Linked DNA regions of Zea mays: all the other regions are linked to region 1. A link is a contact called in public Hi-C data. All regions are on one chromosome and are shown on one strand. The core of a region is the stretch at or near the end of the contact, and the rest is flanking DNA. Distances in the headings are between cores, read along the strand shown.

Region 1 (2,986 bases), core at 438-2,937:
ATGCATGTACATGCGTGTGTACATGCGTTGTGTGTGTGTGTGTGTACGTACACAGCAGGGTCTGCTGAGACGATAAGTGATCGATCGGGCCGGAAATTGAAGCTTCGAAGGAACCGAGAGCTAGGAAGAATCGTGGCTGTTACTCATGTGACGTAGCTAGCTAGGAAGTGGACCGGATCCTCCAAGGCCGCCATCAAGGATGGTGACGAGTAAGCAAGACGCTATGCGTTGCGTTGCGTTGGGACCGAGATCAATTGATTTCGTTCTAGCAGCTTGAAAGAGATTACACCCGGTGCAGATGGAATATGTATTGATTAAGGATCATTATTGCAGATATGATGCATACGGAACATTATATTAGTTTACACAGGGGGGCTCGACGACATGAACTACACGTACGTACGTACGCGCGCGTGATACCACAGACAGCAGCATCAGCTCTAGCTATAGCAGGTGACCAGTCCAATCACCATCCGTTTTGAAACAAAAAAACACGGCTCCGTCCATCAAAAAGTATATCAAACTATATACCCCGTCGTATACATGGTTTGGTGGTTTATTTGCAGTAGTACTTTTTCTTTAGAAAAATGATCCTCTGTACGTCGTGTGTGCGATCGAGGACGACGAGGAGTCCTACTCCTACCTACACATGATCGAGCAACGACGTTGAAGGACAGTATATATACATAGGACACGTGTAACGGACACACGCAAGTTTCGTGAATCTAATTAACGACCGAGCACATATATGTAATAAACACGAAATAAATACGTCTCATTGCTTGTTGTTTGTGTTTAGAGAATTGGAACATGCATGCGTGTTTAGAGCATCTCTTTGCACCATGTGATGCACGCAGCCTTTATGCTAAGCCATGGGCACTGGGCACCAATAATGTTGGATACCTTTAAGGATCGGAAAGACCATGCTAAGCCATGCATACAGGCATATGCATATATATTCATCAGCAATGGCCACACACACACATCGCTAGCTTACTCTGGTTCCATTTTCCATAAGCAAAATCCCTGATCACTAGGCCAACGTCATATATATTCTCAAAGCCGTCGTCTATACAATTGGTGAAGATCGAGGCCGGCCGAGTACTAGTGATTAACACGAATACTAATAGTGCGCACAAGGAATATGAACATCTCGTCAAGACGCATGGATATCCATGGGAAGCATAGAGATTCGTATGGAGCTAGCAACAACCATGAGAGGGGGAGAGAGAGTCGGCAGGTGAGACACGTAAAGATCGAGCTAGATGATAACTGCAGAGGGAGATCGAGGAGTGCATAATCATGCATGGCAGATCTAGAGAGAGGGGAAGAGTCACCTGGAAGCTCCCATGGCTCTCGCGCGTGCAGGTCGACCTCCACCAGCGTCCCCTGCGCGGCGCGCTCGTTGGCCACCTTCTTGTAGAGGTAGTGGCACACCAGCTCCTCGTCGCTGGGATAGAACCTGAACCCCGGCGGCAATGTGGACTCGATCTCCCTCAGCCCCATCCCTCCCTGCCGATCGATCGATGATTCCTTTCTTTTGAGCTGTGTGTGCAACTAAGATATATATGTTGAAGCTAGCTAGCTAGGTACCCTAAACACACGCTAGCTAGCTAGCTAGATCGATGAACTCTCTTGCAGCCTGCCTCTGAAGTCTGAAGGCTGGACCCAAGCCAAGGGTCGACACTCTTAAAAGTCATGAGCGTGGCTGGGGTCTCCTCCCGGATCCTTTTATAGGGGGGAGGAAAGAAGCCAGGAGGCGGGCACAGGGGCTGGCTGGCAAAAGAAACCGCTGTGTGCCATTCCCCGTTGCCAGGCAGAGGCAATAAGAGGGGGAGCTAGCTCCGTCGCTATCTCCTCCTCCTCCTCCTCCTTGGGCCCGTCACGTCGGACGCGCGCCAGGCTGAGGTGGAAGATTCCAACGCCACTGATCGACGGCATGTTGCCACCGTGCCTCATGCTTGTGACACGAGAACTGCTCCGCCCGCGCCCGCGCCCCGGATCCGGATCGCCTCGCAAGTTATCCCATCCCCGCCGGGAAGTCATGGGCCCGAGATGGCGAGAGCCTCGAGGCCAACCGCTCTCCCTGCTACAGTAGCTGTATGCTCCTATCCTACGTGGAACGCGAGAGATCGATGAAACCGGCAGCCCTTTTTCGCCTCGCTTTTTATTTTTTATCTTCTTCGCTACACGATACCATGGCGTTTGAGTCAGTTCGCGGCTTTGTGCGTGATCCGCGGACAAGGAGATAAAGAGAGAGAGAGAGAGAAAAAGAAGTGGTTCCTTTTAAGGTTTAGCTCACGTATGATTGGAGACGACGACGGCGACGGCAACGTGATATGGCGTCCGGGGCGGGTTTTAATTCGTATGTGTTGTGACACTATACGAGGGCTTAATTAAGAAGGTGTAAGGGGTTTCTGTTCAGGCACAAGTAATGTAACGCGAAACAGACATTACAGGGTTCATATAAGAATCGATGAGTTCATTTGTTGAACCGACAGTGATTATTCGACTTTACAACTCTAAGATTTAGATAAGAATCGAGATCTTCGGTTTGTCATATATATAGCCACATCCTGTCACGAACTAGCAATGATATATCACTCCAGGATATAGGGATGGCAATTTAACTCGCAAACCCGACAGGAACTAAACACGACGGGTGTATGTTTGTGTGAAGATTTTGACCCGCGGATGCAAATCGCGCTCGACCCGAGGTTTCACGGGTGTGTGTACAAGTTTCTATTTCAACCCGCCGCGGGTGACCCGCATCCGACCAGAAATTTGGTTCATTCTTTATTTTGCACAAAAAAAGATTAAGATAAAAATAGTTATTATTTTGAATAAGTAAATTAGCTAATGATTTATGAAATGTTATGTTGCTGCTCAACATTAGAAGGTTTAAACTCCATAGATATAACTTAGTTATTGTCGTACTAATTGTTTATAGTTGAATTATTGTTTAAAAGTGTACATTGAGTAAAAA
Region 2 (2,872 bases), core at 300-2,799, 150 kb after region 1:
GATTAAGGACATTCGTCCTACAAAGCATTATCTCCTCTTAGATATAATGATCTTCAGATGAAGGTCATGAAGGACATGCCTTCATCATTCACGAATGAACAAGAATACATAGAGATAATGAATGTAATTCATTGGCTCATTCACATATATATTTCATAATGTACACATGAATATTAGTAAAATTTACATTACATTGATACCTTCGTCTTGTTTGAAGGTGCTAACGCGAGAGCGATTACAATCCAGCGTGAACATAATGCATATGATGAATATAATGCTTCATGAGATGGGGTCTTAGGAGATAAATAAGGGGGGTTAGGAGTTTAGGGTTTCTAACCTTGGGATCAAAATTGGGATGTTACATCGCGCGCGGGCTCGACTTTCGTAGCCTAGCCGCCGTCGCCGGCGGCGCGGGGGAACCAGATGCTATGCTGCTGTGCTGCGGGTCGCTCTCCTCCTGGGTGCGCCGCTTCGTCGCCTACATTGGGTAAGTCAGTTGATTGCTAGGCTTGTCTGCTTCCCGCTTGCTCCGATGTGATTGGGTTGAGTGGGCTTCTCAATCCTTATCATCCACATGGAATGAGAATAATCGTCTCAATCCATACAGATATTCATATGGATTGAGTGAGTTTCTCAATCCCTATCGTCCACATGGAATAAGAATAACCGAACGGACTCTTCATGAAATCCGTTGCGATGAGTGGATAGCTAGCACTTTGTAGGTTCCAAAATGGTTTAAGTTACTAGGTGTTAGCTCTAGACAACCCAAACTCATACGAAGGAAAAACAGAATGTTCTAACTATTTGTTTCAAATGTAGCATTTTTTTATTTGTGCTGTTATGCGTCAATTACCCGGTAGTACTAATCATTTCTTGGCCAATCCTGGCTTGCAACAGAGCAGAGGTTGTTTTGGTTGTGCCCAGCCTACTCCAACAGTAGTTGTTGATGAGCCTACAAAAGGTTTAAGAATTCAAGGACGCTCAGTAAAAAGGCGCAACGTATCAGACGACTTTTGGAGCTCGAGCCCTCACGAAATGTAGAATAGTGTCTTGCAATCCCGGCACAGTATGTCCTCAATCAGCACAGCAGCACAGCCTAATGATCAGCGTGTTTCTGGAACTAGCAGCTCCCCAAATGAATTTGTAAATCAAGGTAAACTAGCTACACATATCTACATTCATATAACAGTTGGTGCTCATATGCACTAATTTATAATGTTAGATTGTTTGTTCCATACCCCTGTGAGTTTTCAGAAAACATTAAACTAATATTTGCTTGTTGAAGTTCTGTTCATGCTTATTTAATTAAACTGCATTTCAGTATGGTGCGTTTGTGCTCGAGAGAATTCAGCGAAATGGCAATTTTACAAGATGCCATGTGATAGAAATCCTATGCAAATTATTACCTAGCATGACTGTATGCAGTAGCAGTTTGTGGAACTCAGCTATGCTCCTATAATTGGTAACTAATTAGTGTTACCTGTTAGCTATGCGATCTATAATCTAGCAATAAGAACCCTTTTTGGTCTTCATGACAGTGTCTCTCACGCAAGTTTTTTTTGGGGGCAATAGGCCAACTGAACCCTGACTTTGCCCGCACGGTCAGATGTAGCCACCGCCTGACCTCCACAACCACAGTATCTACCGACTCGCCGTCATGTCCGTTTCCGAGGCCGCTTATCCACCGCCGCCCCCGTCCTCATGGGCACAACAGATCCGCGCGGCCGCTGCCGAGGGCCACTTCTGCGACGCTGTCTCCCTCTTCCTCCGGATGCGCGCCTCCGCCGCGCCACGCTCGTCTGTCCCGGCCTCACTCCCGGCCGCGCTCAAGTCCTGTGCCGCCCTAGGCCTGAGCGCCCTCGGCGCCTCCCTCCATGCGCTGGCCATCCGCTCCGGTGCATTCGCCGACCGTTTTACCGCCAATGCCCTCCTCAACCTCTACTGCAAGGTCCCGTGTTCGTATCTCGACTCCACTGGTGTGGCCATAGTGGATGTACCCGGATCATCAACCGCATTTGAGAGCGTGCGGAAGGTGTTCGACGAAATGATCGAGAGGGACGTGGTGTCCTGGAACACTTTGGTGCTGGGCTGCGCGGAGGAAGGGAGGCACCATGAAGCACTGGGGTTTGTCAGGAAGATGTGCAGGGAAGGGTTTAGGCCTGACTCGTTCACCTTATCCACTGTGCTCCCAATCTTCGCGGAGTGTGCTGATGTCAAGAGAGGCTTGGAGGTGCATGGTTTTGCCTTCAGGAATGGGTTTGATAGCGATGTGTTCGTTGGCAGTAGCCTGATCGATATGTATGCGAATTGTACAAGGACGGATTATTCTGTCAAAGTGTTTGACAACCTCCCGGTACGAGACCATATTCTGTGGAACTCCCTGCTTGCAGGTTGTGCACAAAATGGTTCAGTTGAGGAGGCCCTTGGAATATTCCGTCGGATGCTGCAGGCTGGTGTTAGACCTGTGCCCGTGACTTTCTCGAGCCTCATACCTGTCTGTGGTAATTTGGCATCATTGCGCTTCGGGAAGCAGCTGCACGCCTATGTGATCTGTGGTGGGTTTGAAGATAACGTGTTTATATCTAGCTCCCTGATTGACATGTACTGCAAATGTGGGGAGATTAGCATTGCCCATTGCATATTTGACAAGATGAGTTCACCAGACGTTGTATCGTGGACTGCGATGATCATGGGGTATGCATTGCATGGTCCAGCAAGAGAGGCACTTGTGCTGTTTGAGAGAATGGAACTGGGAAATGCAAAGCCTAACCATATCACCTTTCTTGCGGTTCTGACTGCATGTAGTCATGCTGGCTTAGTGGATAAGGGCTGGAAATATTTCAAGAGTATGTCAAATCATTATGGAATTGTT
Region 3 (3,178 bases), core at 85-2,584, 190 kb after region 1:
AGTTCCATGTACGATGCGTGTACACCAGTTGGCGAGAGCATATTTCTGTGAGTCAGGCAGCAGTCCTCTTAAGATACGAACAATATGAATATATGATGGTACTGGAACAGATATAGATGCACTGATGTGTATCTGCATCACTACATATGTCAGCCTATGTTGCAGGTAGATTTTTTGCAGCTACAAATGCTGTGCGTTGCTCCAACAACAAACGCGAACTGTCGCCGCTGTGGTCCACAAAACGTTGGCCACGATATCTTGTTGAACCTGTACCAGAGGAAATTGTTGCATTCAAAGTGAGGCATTAGAAAAAAAAGACAAACGTTTAGCCCCCCTCTAGAATGCAAGATGGTGAGAGCACGGAAAATTGAGAAAGCAAGTCTTTGGATGAAACACAGGAACTTGCATAATAGGAATGCATAATTCTTCTTTCACTACATCTGCCCGGGGTTTATTGTTGTTATATATCATATAAGTAAGTATTAAAATATTTATTTAAATATAATTATTGTTTATTTTCTAAACACTAAAGTACATGTAGTCTAGTGGTTAACTCTAAATTTTTGGAGAAAGGGTGTGAGTTCGAGCACCCGATGCCTATATTAGATTTTTAATATAATATTATATATTAGGTTATCAGTCATAAAAATAATGTTTTGGATGAATCATAGGAAAAATTAGTAGCATTAAAGTAATGATTTGCCTACGCGATAAAAATTTGCAAAGAGGTCCATGCCAATGTTTTGTTTTTCTACGTTCTCCATACGAAATCGACAAGATAGAAAATTTTCGTTCACTTTTCCTTTGGCTCATTCCTACATTTCAAAGATATGAATAAGATTTTCCCTATAAAACTGAAATTCAACATTTTTTCTCTAAAGTCCTTCAATCCAAAGAGACCCTTAGACTTTATTACTTCCTCTGTTCTAATTTATAATTTGATTGATTTTTAGGTTAAGTTTAATTGACTCGTCTAATTGTTTTTCTTTACAAAAGATGAAAAAATTATAGCCACTTAAAGTATATTATATGCCAAGGGAAGAAACGCGAGATTCGTAGACAATATTGTTCTGTTATATTAGAGCATATATAACCTTGAGACATCAGTTCAGTTTTCTAAATATACGAGAGAGCTAAGAGACTATATAATATAATCCTGAGACCCTAAATCATAAATACAAATAAAAGACACATTATATAAAAGTTTTTGTCTTCGCGAAAAAGCTATATTTTGTATTTTTTTAATTAGCCTTTTAAAAACTTTTCGAGAATCTCTATATTAAATAAGGTTGTATATGTCTTTACACCCAACTGGCCCCGCGCCTCGTCACCGCGTCCGCGCGGCGGCGCGAAGGAGCCACTAGCTTACCTCACGGGCGACTCGTCCAGGTCGTCGTCGTACGTCGTCTCGCTTCTAAAAAAAATCAAGTTACCCGGCCCAGCGCTAGAGGGCTAGAGGCTAGACTCTCTTGATCACGAGGTTCCATTCCATGTCAGTGTCAAGTTGTCAACGGAGGTGCTGGCATCTGCCATGTGGCGGAAATGATTCTTCCTGCCCAGCATCTACTTCGGGTGCCAGCTCATCAATTCATCAGCCGTCCACAAACCCGCGGGCGCAACTTCTCGGCACGTACGCAGCTGTGCGCGCGCGCGGGAGGAGTGGCGCCGCACGCAAGGTGTTTGGCGGATTGCCTCTTCCAGATCATCTCCGCCGTGCTGCCTCCTGCCTTAGACAGTCGCATGCCATTGTTGAATGAAGCCCGGCGCGGCTCAACGGCAACCGTTGCTTCCACTTCTGGTAGGCTCTTCATCTTCACGAGAAACGACGAGGAAACTGGTTCGCCGTAGAGTGATCTTTTCTCCCGCGTCCGGCCTCAGCCAGTTGATATTGTCCCAACCTGGCATTTTGCTCCCATTCGATGACTTTTCAAGCCGCAAGCCCACCGAACAACGTGCGCGCGGACGTTTTCTTGGCAAGGCCCGAATCCTTCCAATCCAATCCCCATCCGGGCAACCGTCTGCCGTGTTGCCCCATTCCTGCCATGCACCGCGTGGCGCCTAGCCTCCGCATATGCTTCCTTTATAAGCTTCAAACAACAACTCCCTTTTGCAGATTCCTCGTTCGCCTGCTGCACGCTCACCACTGTACGTCCCCGATGGCTGAAGCCATCAGCGCGACCAGCTCGTGCCTGGAACCCCTGTGCGGTTGTCTGGAAAGCACAGGCGTGTTCGAGGCAGTGGGCCGGGAGGTGGCCGCGTTCCTTCGCATCAAGTCGAATTGTGGCGACCTCGAGAAGGCCCGGGACAGCCTGCGCGCCGTCGAGACGACAGTCAGGGCGCGGGTCACGGCGGAGGAGGACAAGCTGAACGTCTGTGATCCTCAGGTGCAGGCGTGGCTCAAGCGCGTCGACGAGCTTCGCCTGGACACCATCGACGAGGATTACAGCAGTCTGTCGGGGTTCTCTTGCCTCTGCCAGTGCACCGTGCACGCTCGTCGCCGCGCCTCGATCGGCAAGCGTGTTGTGGACGCGCTGGAGGAGGTGAACAAACTGACCGAGGAAGGAAGGCGGTTCAGGACATTTGGGTTCAAGCCACCGCCGAGGGCCGTCAGTCAGTTACCCCAAACTGAGACCGTTGGGTTGGAGCCCATGTTGGCTCGGGTCCATGATTTGCTTGAGAAGGGCGAGTCGAGCATAATTGGTGTGTGGGGTCAAGGAGGCATCGGCAAGACGACTCTCCTGCACGCCTTCAACAATGATCTCGAAATGAAAGACCACCACTACCAGGTACTATTTCGCTTCCTCAGCTCCAAAGCTGCAATTTACTCATCAGAATATACCAGAATCTGTTTATTTGTGTTCCCCTTTTGAATTGCATACATAGGAGTGCTTCAATGATGAACTGAGTGTTGCTTACACTCGTAGTTTATCCAGAATGATATGCAGAACGACCATAAATTAAACTGCAGAACTTTTGAGTTTCAGACTTTCAGTAATGGGAGAGAAATGCAAATGCGGCTGTTCGCGTATAGCCAAACATTTATGACACATGTATAGTACAACTAATATGTTGTTCATGAGTACTGGTTCAAACTGAAGATGTTGCAGCTTCAGATGTAAACTATGGATATTTTATATTTACATGAACTGTGCATATTAGACAGGAAGAAGAAAGTAGC

Evidence for each region. A called contact is a pair of places that touch in the nucleus more often than the background predicts.
Region 2: a contact with region 1 is called in a Hi-C map of leaf, with 4 times the contacts expected there. The contact joins the promoter of LOC100216998 here to the promoter of LOC100283926 in region 1. A contact is called at or near these places in 6 of 25 Hi-C or Micro-C datasets (ear, endosperm, leaf and 3 more).
Region 3: a contact with region 1 is called in a Hi-C map of bundle sheath, with 1.8 times the contacts expected there. The contact joins the promoter of LOC103646229 here to the promoter of LOC100283926 in region 1. A contact is called at or near these places in 4 of 25 Hi-C or Micro-C datasets (bundle sheath, ear, endosperm and 1 more).

What each region holds. Positions count from the first base shown.
Region 1 is chr2:30,612,838-30,615,823 of Zm-B73-REFERENCE-NAM-5.0, reverse strand. It overlaps LOC100283926, which reads right to left and starts at 1,687. Exons shown (of 3, transcript NM_001371964.1): 1 at 1,338-1,687. The coding sequence starts at 1,506.
Region 2 is chr2:30,467,167-30,470,038 of Zm-B73-REFERENCE-NAM-5.0, reverse strand. LOC100216998 reads left to right here and starts at 1,549. Exons shown (of 6, transcript XM_035965226.1): 1 at 1,549-2,872. The coding sequence starts at 1,658.
Region 3 is chr2:30,421,051-30,424,228 of Zm-B73-REFERENCE-NAM-5.0, reverse strand. LOC103646229 (disease resistance protein RPS2) reads left to right here and starts at 1,334. Exons shown (of 3, transcript XM_008670958.4): 1 at 1,334-1,798; 2 at 2,114-2,786. The coding sequence starts at 2,157.